2 separate regions of the Mus musculus genome follow, and region 1 is linked to region 2. Evidence: chromatin contacts called from public ChIA-PET data. All regions are on one chromosome and are shown on one strand. The core of a region is the stretch at or near the end of the contact, and the rest is flanking DNA. Distances in the headings are between cores, read along the strand shown.

Evidence for each region. ChIA-PET counts read pairs in DNA pulled down with a chosen protein or histone mark.
Region 1: an RNA polymerase II ChIA-PET map of memory CD8 T cells shows a contact between it and region 2, with 30 read pairs. The contact joins two enhancer-like sites. A contact is called at or near these places in 1 of 15 datasets of contacts at CTCF or cohesin (the NIH/3T3 cell line), 8 of 484 Hi-C or Micro-C datasets (the Ba/F3 cell line, CD4 T cells, CD8 T cells and 5 more) and 4 of 115 datasets of contacts at active chromatin or transcription factors (the HPC-7 cell line, T-cell acute lymphoblastic leukemia, large pre-B cells and 1 more).

What each region holds. Positions count from the first base shown.
Region 1 is chr8:117,527,888-117,534,126 of GRCm38.p6, forward strand. The region is part of intron 2 of Plcg2 (phospholipase C, gamma 2); the gene reads left to right. Among named protein-coding and RNA genes, the nearest start is that of Plcg2, 33 kb to the left of the region's middle. Within about 2 kb of position 4,749, at least 56 of the 459 cell types and tissues checked have an H3K27ac peak or open chromatin away from gene starts, as enhancers often do. A contact at or near this core is called in CD8 T cells, DN3 thymocytes, Th1 cells and 1 more, where this site is marked.
Region 2 is chr8:117,221,734-117,227,463 of GRCm38.p6, forward strand. No RefSeq gene overlaps it. Among named protein-coding and RNA genes, the nearest start is that of Cmip, 32 kb to the right of the region's middle. Within about 2 kb of position 3,083, at least 169 of the 459 cell types and tissues checked have an H3K27ac peak or open chromatin away from gene starts, as enhancers often do. A contact at or near this core is called in CD8 T cells, DN3 thymocytes, Th1 cells and 1 more, where this site is marked.

The sequences.
Region 1 (6,239 bases), core at 3,499-5,998, 310 kb after region 2:
AGACAGGAGGATGTGCGAACGAGCATCATGTTGGAGCTGCCAACCTGGAGTTTTGCAGCCTTCGGGGATGGCTCTGTGGCTTCCTCTGGGTCCCGGGTTCTGGGCAGTCACTGCCTGTTCTGGGATGGCTGGAGTTTGTTTTCAGATGGGCCCTGATGTTCTAATGGGCTTGGTGAGGCTTTGCTAGCTGTTATACACCCTGCCTGTGCTGGGCTGGCCCTCCAGACTTTCATTTGAGCCCCAGGAAGTGGCTGTGTAGAGAAAAGCACAGAGGAGGGTGGGGGAGCTATGGGTCACTGGTGCGCAAAACCCCAAAATAGATCATCTTCTAAGTCGCCAAGCCCGGGGGGGCGGGGAGGGGGCAGCCGCAGATGCTTTACATAATCTCCTACCCAGAAGGAAAGGGTTTTTCTTTTCTTTTTTTTTTTTTTGTTTTTTGTTTATTTGTTTGTTTGTTTTGTTTTTTTGAACAAAAGAATCCCCAAGGAACTTGAAAATATCCCGGTGTTTGGTTCAGAGCATCACAAAATGAGAGCCAGAGAGGCTCAGGTTCAAATCCCCAACCTACCATTTGCAAGCCGTGTGACTTGGTCTGAGCCACAATGATGAAGAAGATGAGAGCAGACCTTCCAGTATGTATGAAGCGCAGCTTACGTTGTATTTGATACATGGTGGATAGGCTGTGTGGAGTTTCCCTGTCTCTCTTCCATTTTCTTTTCTCCTCTCCTCTTGGTCCTGGACTTGTACTTGGTTCCTGGTAGCTTCATCATTGCGGCTGGCAGGGAGGAGATGGGACAAATATCTCCTCTCTTGCAGGCCACTGGCCTGGGAGGGAAGGTTGCAGGCATGAATAGTCACTTCTGTAACCTCCTCCCCCAGACCCCCAAAACCTGTGAGCCTGAGATGCTCCTTGGCTCAGGCTGTGCGTACAGGCAAGTGAGGCTCACTGAGCGGGGAGAGGCTCCTGAGCTATGAAGGTAGATCCAGTGTGCTCAAGAGGCCTGGTGACAAGCAGATCAGGTGAGCCATGGCATAGGGACAGGAAGAGAGGGTGGAGTGGGTACAGAATGGGACTGTGTATCAAGGAATCTGGGCTAGGTTTGTAGCTCAGCACAGTGCTTGTCTTACACATATAAAGAAAAGAAGGACCAGACTATGGGTCTCCTGAGCCTCAGGGAGTAGCCAGGCTCCGAGCGCCCCTGATTTCAGCCCAACAAGAAGCCATAGGGTATGTGGGACTTTGTGGTAGTGTGGAGAGGCAGAGACAGGGTGCTGAGGTTGTTCAGTGCTTGCTAGGTAACTCAATTGCTGGTCAAATCTTGGTATTTCTGCACCATACCCCCCCGACTTGAACAGTCTATTCTCTGAGGCCCAAGTGTCTGGTGTTCTGAAGCTAATCCTGTAGGCAGGCTTGTATGGCCACGTAGCAGAGTCCTGTGGTTAAGCTAGCACCTGCTGCAGAACTGTTTCTTTGAGCTGGTGGCAGGCTCTATATTAGCCAGGTTCTACATTGTTCTGTCTGCCACCAGCTGCCTTACCCAGCCGGGGTCAGGGTCAGGGTGAGCTGAGGGTAGGGGTGTGGAGAGGGTGCTCTTGGGGTAATGTCTCGTTTTTTTTTTTTCCCCTCTGTGGTATGAGCTTCAAGTTGTAAAGTTCTTGCCGAGTGTGGTGACAAATGTAATCCCAACACCCAGGGACTTTGAGGCCAGCATGGGCCCCAGGTTAGTCTGGGCTACAGAAGAAGACCTAGTTTTAAAAAGAAGGGTTGGGGCTGGGGAGGAGATGGCTCAGTAGGCAAGGTGCTCACATTGGAAGTGTCAGGACTGGGATTTAGATCGATAGCACTTTCATACATGCTGAGCAGCGGATGAGTGTGGTGGTCTGCCTGTAATTCCTGGGCTCAGAGGTGGAGAGAGGTCCTCAATGCAAGCTGCTGGCTAGACTAGCTGTCCTTGCAAGCTCTGTGTTCAACTGAAAGATCCTGCCTCAGTGAATAAGGTGTGGAGTGACAGAGGAAAATGCCTAACATCTGGCGTCCTTGCACACACACACACACACACACACACACACACACACACACACACTATACATATATGCAAAAGAACAGGAGGGAAGGTCTGGGGATCTCAGTGGGTGAAGTGTTTGTTATCCAAGCATGAGAACCTGAGCTCAGATCCCAACACCCACATAAAAAAGCCCGCCACGGTGTCACAGGTCTATAAGCACAGTACTGAGGGATTAGAGACAGAAGGATTCTCGGGGTGTGCTGGTGAGCCAGGCTATCTGAATGAGTGAGCTCCAGGTTCAATAAGAGAGCTTATCTCAGAAACTGATGTGGGGAGTGGCAGATAAAACCAGTGAAAGTGAGCCTTTGGCTGCTTCACACTTATGTGTAAGCAGGTTCTTGTGCACACACAGGCATATACTACATATACTTAGACATATTAGCATACAAGATACATATACATATATATATATCACACACACACACATATATAAATCAAACTAGAAAAGCTGTTATTTCTGCTTTCTTGGGGGTGGGAGCCTTTGAAAGTCCATCAACTTCTGCAGAAGAGGCAATCCTAGGCTTGGTAGGACACTTCAGGCCTGGCTCTTTGCTGTGACTGCATTTGGCTGGGTCATGACCCTCTTGTATGTGTCTTACATGCCATACATTAGGTACTAGAATTAAAGAGTAAAGCCACAGCTGAGGGGACATCCCACGTCGGGGGCATCCCATTTATTGCCACCTGGTGTCCTTTACTCTCCTTGTCCTTTCTCATGACACCACCTTCATTGGTGAACACCGACTCCCAAGGGTCATGCATTTGGGATTAAGGAGGATGTCCTGAGCTGGGGCGAGATGGACCTGGATGAAGAAAAGAAATTCAAAGATGTTGGCTCTGAACATGGCAAAAGTAGCCATGGGACAAAGAAGGAGAAACACTGTCCTTGCTTCAAAAGACATCAGACAGATTACAGTGTTTGAATCCCTCTCTCAAGTGATCTTAGATAAGGCTTATAGCTTTGTTCTTGCTGCTTTTGAGCCTAGCCTGGTCTTAAACTCACTATGTAGCTGAGGTTGACCTTGAACCTCTGATCCTCCTGTCTGCTGGGATTATAGGTGTAAGTGCCTACACCTGGTGTGTGCAGGGCTGGGGATTGAACCCAAGGCCATTCGTGAGTGCTAGGCAAGCACTCTACCAACTGAGCTATATAGATGCAGGGCTGCCTTGGAGAAGGCTTGCTCATCTTTCAAGCTATGTTCTGGGGCTGTGGTGGAGCTCGGTGGTAGAACCCTTGCCTCCTGAGCTCATGTAGGGCCTCCCCCAGCTCTACAGTGAAAAAGAGAGCAAGTCTGTTTCCGGCTCTGCTCAGCCGTGTTTGAGATCTTTCGTGCCTCGCCTCAGTTTCCTCTTGGGTATGGTGGGAAATCATAACAGCGGCTACGTTTTAGGGGGTTTTAACATATGCACTACCACATACGGAGCAGTTACAGAATGGCCATCTGTCCCCCGAGGTGTCATGGGGCAGGGGCTGGGGGACACGTTGTGTCCTGTCCACTACCAAATGTCATGCATGATAGGTGAAATTACTTGTTAACCAGATCCTTGGTCCTTGAAAAATCCCGATACTTCTTGATGAATCTACCCATTTTACAGATGCAATTGAGTCTCAAAAGGCAGGAGGTGCTTTCTGAAATCACCCAGTGAGCAGGGCCTTGGTTGTGGTTTTCTAGGACAACTTTGTTGTTTGTTTGTTTGCTTGTTTTTTGAGACAGGGTTTCTCTGTATAGCCCTGGCTGTCCTGGAACTCACTTTGTAGACTAGGCTGGCCTCGAACTCCGAAATCTGCCTGCCTCTGCCTCCCCAGTGCTGGGATTAAAGGCGTGCGCCACCACGCCCAGCTTTTAGGACAGCTCTTGAGGCAGCCAGAGTCTACAATTCAGGACCACTGGGTTTTCCAGAGACCACTGTCCACCTCTTATTAGAGTCTCTTTGTCTCATTTCCCTGTTGAGTTGGTGTTGAAATAAGAGACCATCCTAAGTTGGAAGTGCCCTGGTGAGTTCAAGGCCAGTTCAGTCATGACCTGTGCTTTAGGATCTTGGCGTCTTTCTATAGGCACAGAGCTGTTTTCAGACCCTCAAAACAAGCCTTTGCATTGATGAGCCCCAAGGAAAGAAGTAGATTTCGGCTGAGGGGCAGACAAATGACTTCAAATCCAAGCTTCAAGGAGGGACCAGCTGAGCCATGACATGCCTGCTAGAGAGTGGATGGATCGAGCCTCCCAGGGTGGCTCAGGCTCTGCAGGTCTGTGGTGGGGGATTGCAGGCTGTTAATGTGAAATCTCACCTTTAATGTGTTGACTCAGTTAAACACATAAACGGGCCCCCACCATCCGGATTTACTGGACACATCAGTAGCCACAGTGGCTCACAAGCTATAGGCTCTTCCAGGCAGCTGAACACTTTTTTTTTTTTTTTTTCGAGACAGGGTTTCTCTGTATAGCCCTGGCTGTCCTGGAACTCACTTTGTAGATCAGGTTGGCCTCGAACTCAGAAATCCGCCTGCCTCTGCCTCCTGAGTGCTGGGGATTAAAGGAGTGCGCCACCACCGCCCAGAAGCTGAGCACTTTCAAGGCTCTGAGCAGCCATGTGAGCTGCCTCTTCTTCCTCTTCTTGTAGCAGCCACAGTGTTGATCTGTGTGGTCTTGTTTGGTGGTGGCGTCGTCGTCGTCATCCTAGGAAGACATCTAAAGTTAAAAAACTCACTTTCCTTTCACGGACGCTTTTCATACCAGCCTCACAGAGTGCAGCTGTGATGTTTGAACATGATGGCAGCTGCAGAGAGCCTGCTGAGCTTTCTGCTCAGTTAAGTGAGAAACTCCTTCCTCACAGTCTGTGTTCTGCTCTTGCCACGAACTGCTAAAGTTCAGAAAGCTAACGGGGCGGGGCGCAGAAAGAACGGAGAGATGACAGAGCTCTGGTGCACATCACTAGAGTCCTGCTTGTAGGGTGACATTGAGTGCCATGTAGGCATCCTGACACCTATCCCACTGTTGGGGCTCTTATGTATTTGTTTTGCTTGGGCAGATTTGACTTTGGGCAAGAGATGTCCTTTGGCAGGCATAGAGGGAACAGAAGATAATAGCTTGTGCATTCTAGCAAGTGTCAAGGTCCTGTGACCAGAGAGTGGCTCTGCTAAAACCAAACCAAACCAGTAAGGGTAGAGTAGACAGAAGGGACAGTGGCTGGGGAGATGGGAATATATGTCCACAGAAGGGAAAAGCTATGTTGATCTTCCTTGCCATCCCACGCCTTCAAAAATAGTTGACTCAACCGATTTAAGTATTCAATATAATGATTAATTATAGGCAGAGCCATAATAGGGCCATCAGTACAGTCTAGGTTAGGACCTGGCCAGCTTCCAGAAGGCTCCATGGCTGTCTGTCGTTCTTGACTATCCATTCTCTCCTTAGCTGCTTCCCATCTTCTCCTCCCCCCCCCCCCGCCCCTTTTTGAGATAGGGTCCCCTCACATACCCTACAGTGACTTTGAACTTGCTGCACAGCCAAGGATCATCACCGTGAACTTCTGATCCTTCTGTCTCTGCCAGTGCTGGGCTGACAGGTGTGGCCCACCACACCAGTTTTATGATGGCAGGGGATGGAACTGTGCTAGTGCTCCACTGATGGAGTGTCCACTCCAGCTGCTCCTCGCTCTCTGATTATTGGAGCACACAGGGGTTTTGCCTTGGCTTATATGCGCGTGGGGGACATTTTTACCAGTACTGCCGATGTGTCCTTGTTGGTGGCTGGATGATGTCCCGTGGTGGGTAGGACCTGGCAGTCTTTTGGGTCTTCCATCACTGTGACTTTTGCTTATTCAGTCTCTGCCAACAGTGGAACCAAGGGTCTCCGGCTTTGCCCTGTTACTGTAAGATACCCACCTGCTTCTGCCCACACTCAGCATCAGGGGGAGAGATGGTCTTTCTCCAAACCCTACAGGTAGGACGTAGTTACTGTTTAGAGCAGGGTTGAAAAAAAATTTCCCAAAAAGGTTTATACACACATACTTAAACGTAAGGGTTTCTTTTCTTTTCTTTTCTTTTCTTTTCTTTTCTTTTCGTGCGGTGTTATTTATATTTAAAATTATTGTTATTGTTGTTTTGGGTGGTTTTATTTATTTATATTTAAAATGATTATTTTTGTTGGTGGTGTATATGTGTGCATGTGCACG
Region 2 (5,730 bases), core at 1,833-4,332:
AGTTGTGACGGACCGAGGCACACGGCTGTGAAGTCAGTCAGCCCAGTACTAAGAAGTAGCTACTGAGGACCTAATCCTTGTATTGGAATAGGCTACACAAGCATGGAAAAAGAAAAAGCTCTAAAAACCAGAGTAGACCACAAACCAAGTATTATTTTAATAGAAAGGGCATGGGTTTGTTAGAGTTGTCCCAAGGATGCAACTCAGGATGTCAGACTTGTGTGACAAGTGCTTTACCCCTGTGCCATCGTCCCAGCCCAGAGGGACTTGCTTTTAAAAGATGTTACAGAAGAGGCCAAGAGCTAGCCCTCTCTGGTGTTGCTCTACCAGTGAGCTACATCCTTTCGTTTCTTAGTGATTTATAGACTTTTAATTCATGCATAGGAGTGCCTGCATGATGTCTGTGGATGTCTGTGTGCCAAGCGTATGCATGGGACTCACAGAGGCCATCATTATACCCTGGGTGGTTATAAGTCGTCATGTGGGTGCTGGAAAGTGAACCTGGACTCTGTGCAAGAGCAGCCAGTACTCTTAACTCCACCTCCCAGACCCTTGACTCTTTTGTGTTTGAGAGTGTACCAGGGTTTGGGAACACCCTCAGATATCTCATATTCATTGTTGTTGCTGTTGGTGGTAGTGTTATTCTTGATACAATGTTTCCTCTGGCCCTGAACTTGTTATTCTTTTTTTTTTTTTTTTTTTTTTGGTCCTGGCTGGCCTGGAACTCACTCTGTAGACCACGCTGGCCTCGAACTCTTTACACCTGCCTCTGCCTCCCGAGTGCTGGGATTAAAGGCCTGCACCACCACGCCCGGCTATTGAATTTGTTATTCTTGATACAATGTTTCTCTCTGGCCCTGAACCTGCCAAGCATCTTTGGGTGGCTGCCAACTTGAGTCCACTGTCTTTGCCTCCACAATGCTAGGATTCCTAGTGTTGACCACGTGCCTAACTTTGTAAAGTGGGTTCTGAAGATGGGTCCCAGGCCCTCCTGTTTTCTTTTCTTCTTCTTCTTCTTCTTCTTCTTCTTCTTCTTCTTCTTCTTCTTCTTCTTCTTCTTCTTCTTCTTCTTCTTCTTCTTCTTCTTCTTCTTCTTCTTCTTCTTTCTTTTTAAACATTTCATAAATTTCTTTTATTTTCTAAATGTTTATGTATTTATTTATTTTAAGATTTATTTATTTTATGTATATGGGTGTTGTGGTAAATTTTCAACCCAAATATGCCCTGGCAATGAAAGCATAACTCAATTAATATGAATACACGCTGTGGCATTGGGCAGAACTACCGCTACACTACCACCTTCCACATCTGTGAGACCCCTTAGAACTTGTGGTTTCTCCAGGCCATGCGCTTCTGCTCCGCTTTTCTTCTTCCTCCTCGGTGTCTTCTCCCTCTTCCATTTTTTCCTTCTTCCCTCTCTCCATCTTCAGCTCCACCTTCCCTTTTATCTGCCCAATCATCAGCTCTCCTTTATTTTAAAAATTAAGGGGGGTAGCAGGTTTACAGGAAATCACCTGAGTGCTGACTCATTCTTTGTTCAAAACCACTCACAGGAGAACGGAATTAACATCAAATATAATTAGCCCCAGAACTATCCACAACATATGGATACACTGTAACTGTACAGATGGTTGTGAGTCTTCATGTGGTTGTTGGGGATTGAATTTTAGGACCTCTGCTTGCTCTGGTGGCCCCGCTTGCTCTGGCCAACCCCACTCACTCCAGCCCAAAGATTTATTATTATAATTAAGTACACTGCAGCTGTCTTCAGACACACCAGAAGAGTGCATCAGATCTCATTGCGGGCGGTTGTGATCCACCATGTAGTTGCTGGAATTTGAACTCAGGACCTTCAGAAGAGCAATCAGTGCTCTTACCCACTAAGCCATCTCGCCAGCCCCTCCACCTGTTTTCAAGGCAAACACATTAGTAATGGAGCCATCTTCTGAGCTGCATCTGGCCTTCCTGAGCACACGGGCAGACTCCCTCAGTCTCCTTCCATCCCATGCATCACCTGGTTCATTCCAGGAAACATGGGGGACGTCACCTATGCAAGTGCATCCCATGGGGCTTTTGGGAACTTGGAGTAGGTGTATCAGACCCTCTGCCTTATGCACCAGCCCTTTATTGGAGCCTATCACACTAAGTACAACCAGTCTGGGGTGTCCCTGGCAAGTGGAGAAGGCCGCTCTGCACCAGAGCCCACACAGGACTTTTTCTCTGTTTCCACAGGGCCCCTGAGCACTAGGCAGGGCCTGAGTAGTCAGGGCTCAGTAGAGGGCCCACTCAGGAAAATAGACAGACCAACAGCCTCCAAGTGTAATGTGCTCAGGCTAAAAGCTCCAAGGACTTGTGGTTACTGCTGTCCTTCAAAATCCCCTGACATCTGTAATGGCAACTGTGGGCTCAGGACACAAGACTTTGTCTCCGGCTGGGGGCTGGCCTCAGTTTTCTTATCTGAATAATGGGCTTGATGATAATCCAGTCCCCGGGATACATTGTAACTCTCACTGAGAGACAGCTGTTGGGTGGGTGTTATTCTGTCCATGTAAACAAGATCAAAAGAAGAACCCTTGAGAGCTCTTAGTTTTTATTTGGTTTGAGGCTGAGTCTCACATAGCCCAGGTTGATTTCAAACTTACTAAGTAGTGGCCTTGACCTTGAAATTATGTTTCTTCTGCACCCACCATCTCAGTGTTGGGCCTCTAGGTGTATGTGCCCACTATAGTCCAGGCAGAGCTGTGGATGGAAACTTTCGCATGCAAGGTGAGCCCTCTACCAACTAAGCTACATTCTCAGATCAAGAACAGTACTTTTCCCCAAAAATACTTTTAATATTATGGGGATTTTGTGGGCTAGGGTGAATCCTTCACATCTTCTCTCCATGACCAGTTTCCTTGTCTTTGTTATCATAGGGCTACAAACTTCCAAATACTTTCTCATTCCTGGTTTAGTCTTCTGGCATCCAAGTGCAGTGGTAGAAATGGCCAGCAGAGGGCGTCGAAACCCACGAGGATTCAGCCTCTAGGCTCTCGGAGTGGTAGCCTGGAACCCGGAAGCAGGAAGAGAGCTCTAGCTGCCTGTCACCTGTGCCCTCCTAGCCAAGTTCAGTACAGAACCCTAGTACCCTGGGGACTTTGTTGCTGACGCAGAGGCAGAATTGGAAGTCCCTGCACCTTTCCCGATCCTGACCCAAAGTGGTCCCCGACTTCTGGAGATCTGATTGGCTCATACCCTGCCTCAGGGTAGCCATGACCACTGTGAAGGAAAATTGCTGGGAGGGAACTGCGTCTATAAATATTGATTGATCGATAAGGACTTCTGTGATGGGAGAGGTTGGAATGTTGCAGGTCCAGAGCCAGATTATCTTGGACCATCTTTAGCCAGTCGTAGCCATTTTTTTGCCCTCCTCTGTGTGTGACCTAACATCCTTCTGGTTATTAGTTAAGTTGTTTGGAATGCATAGAGACCCCCTCGCTCCTGACAACCCCAAAGCTAAGGATGTGGTCAGATAATATCTGGTGCCTCTTATAGACATGTCTCTGCGTTGCTGGGACCCACTTAACCTGGTGTCTCCACCAAAGTATTTAAAACACATTTATCTATGATTCTCCTAGTCCAGTTCCTATTAATAGTTTCATAAAACAGTTACTACACTGGAAAATGGAACTTGGGTACCTTGAATCTGCAGTGCATGGTCACTTAAATTTTTTTTCCCCCAGAAACAGTCTTTCATTCCTTTTAAAGTGAAAGCTGAATTTTTTGCATCAACACTACACAGTAGATGTTCTTTAAAAATTTTTTTTTAGATTTATGTATTTAATTTTATTTTTATTTTTTATTAGATATTTTCTCAATTTACATATCAAATGTTATCCCCTTTCCTGGTTTCCCCTCCTAAAACCCCCTATCCCCTCCCCCTGCTCACCAACCCACCCACTCCTGCTTCCTGGCCCAGGCATTCCCCTACACTGGGGCATAGAACCTTCACAGGACCAAGGGCCTCTCCTCCCATTGATGACTGACTAGGCATCCTTTGCTACATATGCAGCTGAAGCCATGAGTCCCACCATGTGTGCTCTTTGGTTGGTGGTTTAGTCCCTGGGAGTTCTGGGGGAACTGGTTAGTTCATATTGTTGTTCCTCCAGATTTATTTATTTATTTTATTTTAAGTATATGAACCTCTGGCTGGAGAGATGGCTCAGTCGTTACGAGCACTGGTTGCTCTTTCCAAATGTCTTTAGTTCAATTCCCAGCAACCACATTCTGGCTTACAACCATCTATAATGGGTCCCTGAGAGGACTACACACCTAAGTGTATATATGTGCACTGCATGGCACTGCACGTGTGAGTTGTACCTGTGGATCCCCTGGAACTGACGTCATCGATGGTTACAAGAGGAATAGACACAGGTCCTCTGTAAGAGCAAGTGCTCTTAATCATGATGTCCCACCTCCCTCCCCACCTCCGCCTCAGTGAACATTCTTGGCTGTGTCCAGCCAGTCAGTATCATCTGGTATCATCTGAGGATGACTTGCAACATCCTCAGGTTTGAATCTGAAGTAGAGACAGAGCAGTAAGACCCGAGAGTCCTGGTGTTATAAGAAGTCCAGACCCAGTGCAGTGGGACGAGGTACGACCTCTCTGTGGTGGAGCTGGGTGGGCAGGTCTGCGATGCTTCCACAAGCTCTAGGCAGTGATGATTCTGGGGAGCTTAGTCACTCACGCTCCTGGCAGACGGACTTGGGTAGGTTCAAGTTCAAAGTCTCCTGGCCCATCATGCTTCCTCGCCCTCTGGCCCTGGCTTGCGACTCCTCTGCCTGGATTTGTCTTCATTCAGCATTCACATGTCAGCATAGAAGGGGTTCTCACGGGACAAAGGTGCCCACTAAGTGTTCGCCTGGAAGGGTGGAATGACTCCAGACCTTCTCTGCTTATCCTATGCCCTGGTTACGTTTCCTACGGCCATGTCCCCATTGTGGCTGGCCTCAGTGGTCTCTCCATTTAACCCTGGCTCAACTCGGTGCAAAACCATTCCCCTGGTCTCCTGACCCAACACGTTGCCTTTCTGTTGCAGGCTGAATTCTCCAGTATATAACTTGCCTGCCTAGTCCCATCATTTCAGAAGTGTTGTCACATAATCACGCCAAGGAGAGCTAAACGGAAGATGGGTCGCCATAAAATTCCCACATAAGACACCGGGTATCCTCCCACACGTGAATCAGGACTCAGACGCTCACCCCCTTTTTGAAGCTCCCCGGGGAGGCAGCCACAGGTGTGCCTCGTGTGTGATTCAGACAGCAAAAGCGGAGGGACCATTGGTGACATCAATTTTCTTAAAAAGGTCACATCCAAATTTGCAGAGCCACACTCATTCCCTCCATGTACATGGTGACTGTACTATAAAATGTGATGTCGCTCTTCTGAAGAAGCAGGAAAAGAAAGCCCATTTGTATAAAAAAAATGAGGTTGGGTTTTAGGTGAGGCTCCTTTCGAGCCGGACTTGCGCCCACATGAAGGGACAGACGTCATTGTCCTAGAGAACTGTCCTACACAGCCCAGAATGTCTGGCCTTCCTGCCCACTGGTCCCACCAGATGCCAGCAGCACCCACATCTGTTCATGGTTGGGATAAATTCTCAGGGCCACTGGGGATGATCTGGCCCCCAGGATGGGTCGGGCACACTTCCAGCCCACAGCCTTCATGAGGTCTACACACAGTGTTTTCCT